Regions from separate parts of the Sus scrofa genome. Here region 1 is linked to region 2. Evidence: chromatin contacts called from public HiChIP or PLAC-seq data. All regions are on one chromosome and are shown on one strand. The core of a region is the stretch at or near the end of the contact, and the rest is flanking DNA. Distances in the headings are between cores, read along the strand shown. Region 1 overlaps UBQLN1 (ubiquilin-1). Region 2 holds the start of UBQLN1 (ubiquilin-1).

Region 1 (2,700 bases), core at 152-2,651, 41 kb after region 2:
ACCTTTTATAGTTGGGTGAACAGAATTTTTGTCCAGCATCTGTCCAGTTTATTTGCTTTTTAAACATTAGCCTATGGTAGTAATTTATGTAGAATAAAAGCATTAAAAAGAAGCAAATCATTTGCGCTCTATAATTTGTGGTACAATATCGCTTATTGTGACTTTGGCATGTATTTTTGCAAACAAAAATGCTGTAAGATTTATACCACTGACAGTTTTTGCTTTATTTGTATACAGTATATGTATGCACATTTGGAACTGCATTTCTAGAAACATACTGCAGTAGATTATCTGAGCAGAACATCTGCAACTGAAAAAGTATAGATAAGGAAATAACTTTAAAGCTGAGTATTTCCTAATTGTGTAAGATCTTACAGCATCTTTGATAAACATCTTTCAGCAAAAGTACACATTAGGTTTGTTGAAAATATAGTAGAAAAGCTGATTCTGGTTATCTCTTTAAGGACGTTTAATTGTATAGACATCATAATGTAACATTGTCGCAACATTCACAGATTGTAAATTATCTTAATCTTTGTGCAGACTGAAGGAGCACTTAGTATAACCCAAAAGTGCATTCGCCTAGGACTTTTCAGCTTTTCCCATAGGTAGTTTAACAGGCATTACAATTTGTAATTGAAATGTTGCTTTCACTGAAAGTGTCTTGATGTTTCATTTATTTTTAATCGCCATATAAAAATAGAACTATCTTTTGGGTTTATCATTTTTCTCATGCACAGGCAATACATGAATTTAAAATGATTTGTGAGCCACTTGTTTCTGAAGTGTTTTGGTAGTTCTATTAAGAAATAGTTAAATATTGTGCTTTTCAGAGCCTGAGAGAAGGGGAATTTGGGGGGTGGGGAGGGGATCTATCCTGGATTGGGCCAGCCTAAATAATACTGGCAACCAAGATTCTGTTAGGATTTCTGTGCATATAGTGTAGTAAAGAAGTATCATTCAAGGGTGAAAACAGAGCCGTTTTAACAATGTTGAGTACATTTGGCTGTTCTACAGCTTTTTCCTTCCTTCCCCAAAGAAGTCGTTTGCCTAACTCTCAAACTGTTGGGGTGGTACATTCCTTTAGGACCAATTAAAACATAACTTTTGGGTCAGTAATATATTTGGCTGACTCTGATGCAGTATTCTCTTAGGTCATTATATTCTCTCATGTACAGTTACAGGAAATTAAAATGTTAAAGTAACCTAAAATGAATTCAGACCAGTAAAATCAAGGGAAATAAAGTTGAATTCCATTACTTCTGTAAGTTGCTTGCTATTAAAAAAAAGTAAAGAGGCCAGGTTGCCCACCGTTTTGTGCACTGTTGTGACACTTTCCCCAGGAAGAAAACCATGTACAAAGGTCGAGGTGGAGGCATGACGAAGAGGAAGTTGTTAAGGATGGTATTCATGTGTCTCTGTGCTCTCTTGCCTTATGCCTCAGTACGGTTGAAAAACTTGTGTACTGGCCAATGGTGGTATACAGTATGGGATAGTGTCATAACCAATTTGACAATTTATTAATCACAAAATAACAATAAATCTCTAGCTTTTACACTTGTTTGTCTTGCTTTTTTTGTAGAAAGAAAAAGATGTCTTGCTCAAACTGTCTTTTAAAGACTATTGAAGTTGATTTACCTTAGACTTTATCACACTTGAGATTATTTTTTGTTAATTTTTTTTTGTTTGCAATTGAAATATGTGCATGTATACCATATAGTGTGTTAAAAAGAGCCAACAGAGAAGTTAGGTGGCCTGGGCTTTGTTCACTCCTTTTGGTATGTGATTAGTTAATTCGCCTTTTGAATCAGGGCATTAGGATTTCTTCACTGTGGAAAGTGGTGGTGAGGCCTGTATACAACACTCACTAAAGGGTCTCCTGAGTACCTTTTAATTGTTGTACTGGTGTGATTTTGTTTTTTTGTTTTTGTTTGTAGTATGTTCATCTTAGATCTGAATTATCTTTTTAAGGAGTTCAAACTCTGTACAATTCTTAAAAGCACAAAAAAGAATCTTGAAATACTGTAAATTGTTCTCATGTTAGTTTATTACAAAATGAATAGAGAATAGACTGGTGGAAATAACATTTCTAGATTTTATTTCCCAAGTGAAGTATTTGTGGTTCTAAACAAAGTTAGCAAATTAGATAAATGATAGTTGGCCTCTGTGTATTCAGAATTGGAGTTTCAGGCCTAAATTTAGTAATGAAAGGGGAGACGTTATTACTCTATTAATTTTATAGGCAAGTTACAACAGAATTGAAGAGGTAAGAATGTCACTAACATTAGTGATGAAAGTGAAGCTAAGGCACGTCTTTGTGCAAAACAAAGAGTTACGTGGTTTAGGTGGGGAAGTACTGTATACTGTCCTCCTTCTCTTAGAGGTTAACTTTAAACAGGTTGATTAAGTCAGCAAGAAGTCCTGCATTAAAGAAACCTGTTTAATTCAACCTTGTCCTATCCTCTACCATCCTTTTAACCATTCCTCAAGGTAACAGTATATCCAGTGAACAAACAGGCTTGGGAAGACTATACTTGGCAAATCTGTGCTTCTCTAGTGTGGCATGCGGTATTCTCCCTTCTGGAATTTCATCCATCTTCTTTGGCTTATGTAAAGCTTGTTGGTTCTTCTGGGATTCATTTTAGAGCCCTCCTAAACTTTGCTAACCAGTTGATGTACTCTGAACTGTCAACTGTTGCA
Region 2 (2,829 bases), core at 179-2,678:
TAATGTGCTCAATTAATGTTTGTAAAATGAATGACATATGCTCTTGAAATTTTTTTTTTTTCTTTTTAGGAGCACACCCGAGGCATATGGATGTTCCCAGGCTAGGAGTCTAATTGGAGCTACAGGTGCCAGTCACAGCCACGACCACAGCAATGCCAGATCCCTAACACGCTGAGCGAGGGCAGGGATTGAACCTCCAACCTCACGGTCCTTAGTCAGATTCGTTTCTGCTGTGCCACGACAGGACCTCCAGCTCTTATATTTGTTTCACCAATCATTTAACAAACAAAAATTGTTCAAAAGAATATGCCTCAGACACCCTGTGGCCAAATCAGATCCTAGGCCTGTTTTTGTAAGTAGTTTTACCAGGACACAGGGAGGCTTAGTTACCCATACACTGTCTGCAGTTGTTCTTTGTTACAAGCACAGAGCTGAGTATTTGAGATGGAAAATGTATGGTCCACAAAGCCCGATACAGCTACTATCTAGTCTTTCGATGGTTTCTTACAAGGTAGAGTTGTATCCAAAAAGGGCTCTAATGAATTACTTAACTACATAGTCTTACAGATAAATTCTATTACTCCATAAATTGAGCATAGTCATCAGAATTTTTGTAGAAATTGATGTAGATATAAATAATTACAGAGAAATTTTTCCTAAGTGTAGGGTTAGAGATAAATGATTGGTTTTCCAATGGCAGAACTTTCCACCTTGACAAGTAATGATTACCTCACATCCAGACACAAACAAACAGTCATCTTCTAGCAGAGAGCCTTGTGTAACTTCTTCATGCTATTATTGAACAAGCTGCCAGGAATGTAGCTGATATCAGATGATGCCTATGTTGCAATTTACACTTTGAGAGCTCCTCTTAGACCGAGATTCCAAAGGAGCTCTGCTAAAAAGTGGTCTTCATGTAAGAGTACTTATAACCAGAACAGAGTTGGATGGCTTAAGAACAGAAATACAGTACGTATCCTTGCATATTTGGATCATGGTGGGGTGTCAGAGTTTACACTTGTGCAATACTGGTTAATAAAGTTCATGTCCTGTGTTGTACATTCCTTTGCAAGTCATCTTCAAAGGCAGATGATAAGTTCATTTCAAATTTAGAATTCTTTAGAGGGAAATTAACTTACTGTTTCTTATTTGTACCCATGTTTCATTGAATATAATCTTCGAAACTTTAATGCCACTTGAAGTCTGAAATGAAGCAGTAACTTAATTTGAAAGAATATAAAATGAACACCTGAGCTTCATTAAATTGTCCCAGTTGGGTGGGCACTTCTTGGGTACTCTGCTTGTGCCACAAACATTTGGGGGGATAGTATTCAGAGAACTCCAGGATGCACTAGCAGGGTTGTCAACGCAGGAGAGGCCACTGTCAACACAGGTGGCCTGATCACCTGACCAAACGGGACTGACCCGAGGGTGGGAAGCTCTGGCCATGGAGCAGTGACTCCGCGAAACTGCGCAAGGTGGCTACAGGCATGTACTCCATTTTCCTTTTCTTAGGACGAGGATTTTTTTCCTCCATTAATTCATAATTCAACTCTCGCGCACCGGGCTATAAGAGCAAGTGTTTTAAAGCTTCCAAGTGGGTAAGAATCAAGCACATTTAAAATCAACGAAACACCTTGCGGGCATTTGTTCTAGACCCTCCTCGCAGCAGGCTACGCAAAGCAGGTACGGGAGCTAAGGGGGTGCGCACCGCCACCGGGGGGAGGGGGGGTGTAAGGTGAGGGGGTTGGGGAAACTACCTGGCCCACCAGCGCGCACGCGCATCTCCAGCCGCAGCGCCCAGTGGTCGATACCCCTTTCCAGTACTTTCGCTAGCCGTGACGTCATCCCTCTGCGCCCTTTCTGTCTCCCCGAGAACACGCGAGTTTATTTTTTGGTGAAAGGGGTAAAAAGAAATGAACTGACCTCTTCTACCCCACTTTGTTTTTAGTCCTTCATTCTGAACGCGCCTACGCTTTGAGCAATGGAGCAGGAAAGGGCAAAAAAGCCAGCCAGAGTCCCAAGCGGCGCCGGCCTGGCATGACTCGGCTACGTCTCCAGCCGCGTTACCCGGCGTGCCCCGCGCGGCGCCGGCAGAGGGACGTGGGGGGGAGGGGCGGGGAGGAGGAAGCGGCGGCGGCGGCTGCGGATGTCGCTGTGAGCGAGCGGCATCTGAACACACGGCGGCTGCCGAGCGCCCAACCCGGGCCTGCGCCGGGGTCCACGCCAAGCTTCGCGGCCCCTCGCCCGCTAGGACAGCCCTGCGCCCGTTGTCACCGAGGCAGCGTGCCCCACATTCTCCGCTGCCCAGGCCGGCCGGCTCTGGCGTCGCCTGGCTCCCCCTCGTTCGCCCGCTCCCTCCTGCGCGCCTGAGTCACCGCCGTCGCCGCCATGGCCGAGAATGGTGAAAGCGGCAGCCCTCCGAGCTCCCAGGACAGCGCCGCCGCGGCCGAAGGTGCCGGCGCCCCCGCGGCCGCTGCCTCCGCCGAGCCCAAGATCATGAAAGTCACCGTGAAGACCCCGAAGGAGAAGGAGGAGTTCGCAGTGCCGGAGAATAGCTCAGTCCAGCAGGTGAGGGCCGCCCTAGGCTCGGGGCGTAGTGGGGATGGCGGCAGGACCTCCGCCCGCCGTGGGAGGAGACGGTTTTGCAAGGGTTTGGCGGTGGTGGGGGTCGTCCCCGGAGGTGCCCTCATCCTTTCTCCCGCGTCTCATCCCAAATTCGATCACACCCAAGTTCGTGGGTTTGCTCCTGGGGGCATCGCAGGTTTGTGGCGGGGGCCGCGCGGCCTTTTTGGGGGATGAACAGATGCTGCTTCTCTCGGCTCCTTC

The links. HiChIP or PLAC-seq counts read pairs in DNA pulled down with a chosen protein or histone mark.
Region 1: a contact with region 2 is called in an H3K27ac HiChIP or PLAC-seq map of alveolar macrophages. The contact joins the enhancer-like site here to the promoter of UBQLN1 in region 2. A contact is called at or near these places in 1 of 5 promoter capture datasets (liver), 6 of 47 Hi-C or Micro-C datasets (embryonic fibroblasts, fibroblasts, liver and 1 more) and 1 of 2 datasets of contacts at active chromatin or transcription factors (alveolar macrophages).

Annotation. Positions count from the first base shown.
Region 1 is chr10:31,315,965-31,318,664 of Sscrofa11.1, forward strand. It overlaps UBQLN1 (ubiquilin-1), which reads left to right. Exons shown (of 12, transcript XM_021064658.1): 12 at 1-1,557. Among named protein-coding and RNA genes, the nearest start is that of IDNK, 24 kb to the right of the region's middle. Within about 2 kb of position 1,402, at least 1 of the 83 cell types and tissues checked has an H3K27ac peak or open chromatin away from gene starts, as enhancers often do. A contact at or near this core is called in alveolar macrophages, where this site is marked.
Region 2 is chr10:31,274,488-31,277,316 of Sscrofa11.1, forward strand. UBQLN1 (ubiquilin-1) reads left to right here and starts at 1,429. Exons shown (of 12, transcript XM_021064658.1): 1 at 1,429-1,686; 2 at 1,952-2,571. The coding sequence starts at 2,392. LOC110255669 (a long non-coding RNA gene) reads right to left here and starts at 2,059. Exons shown (of 2, transcript XR_002336308.1): 1 at 1,927-2,059; 2 at 1-1,203.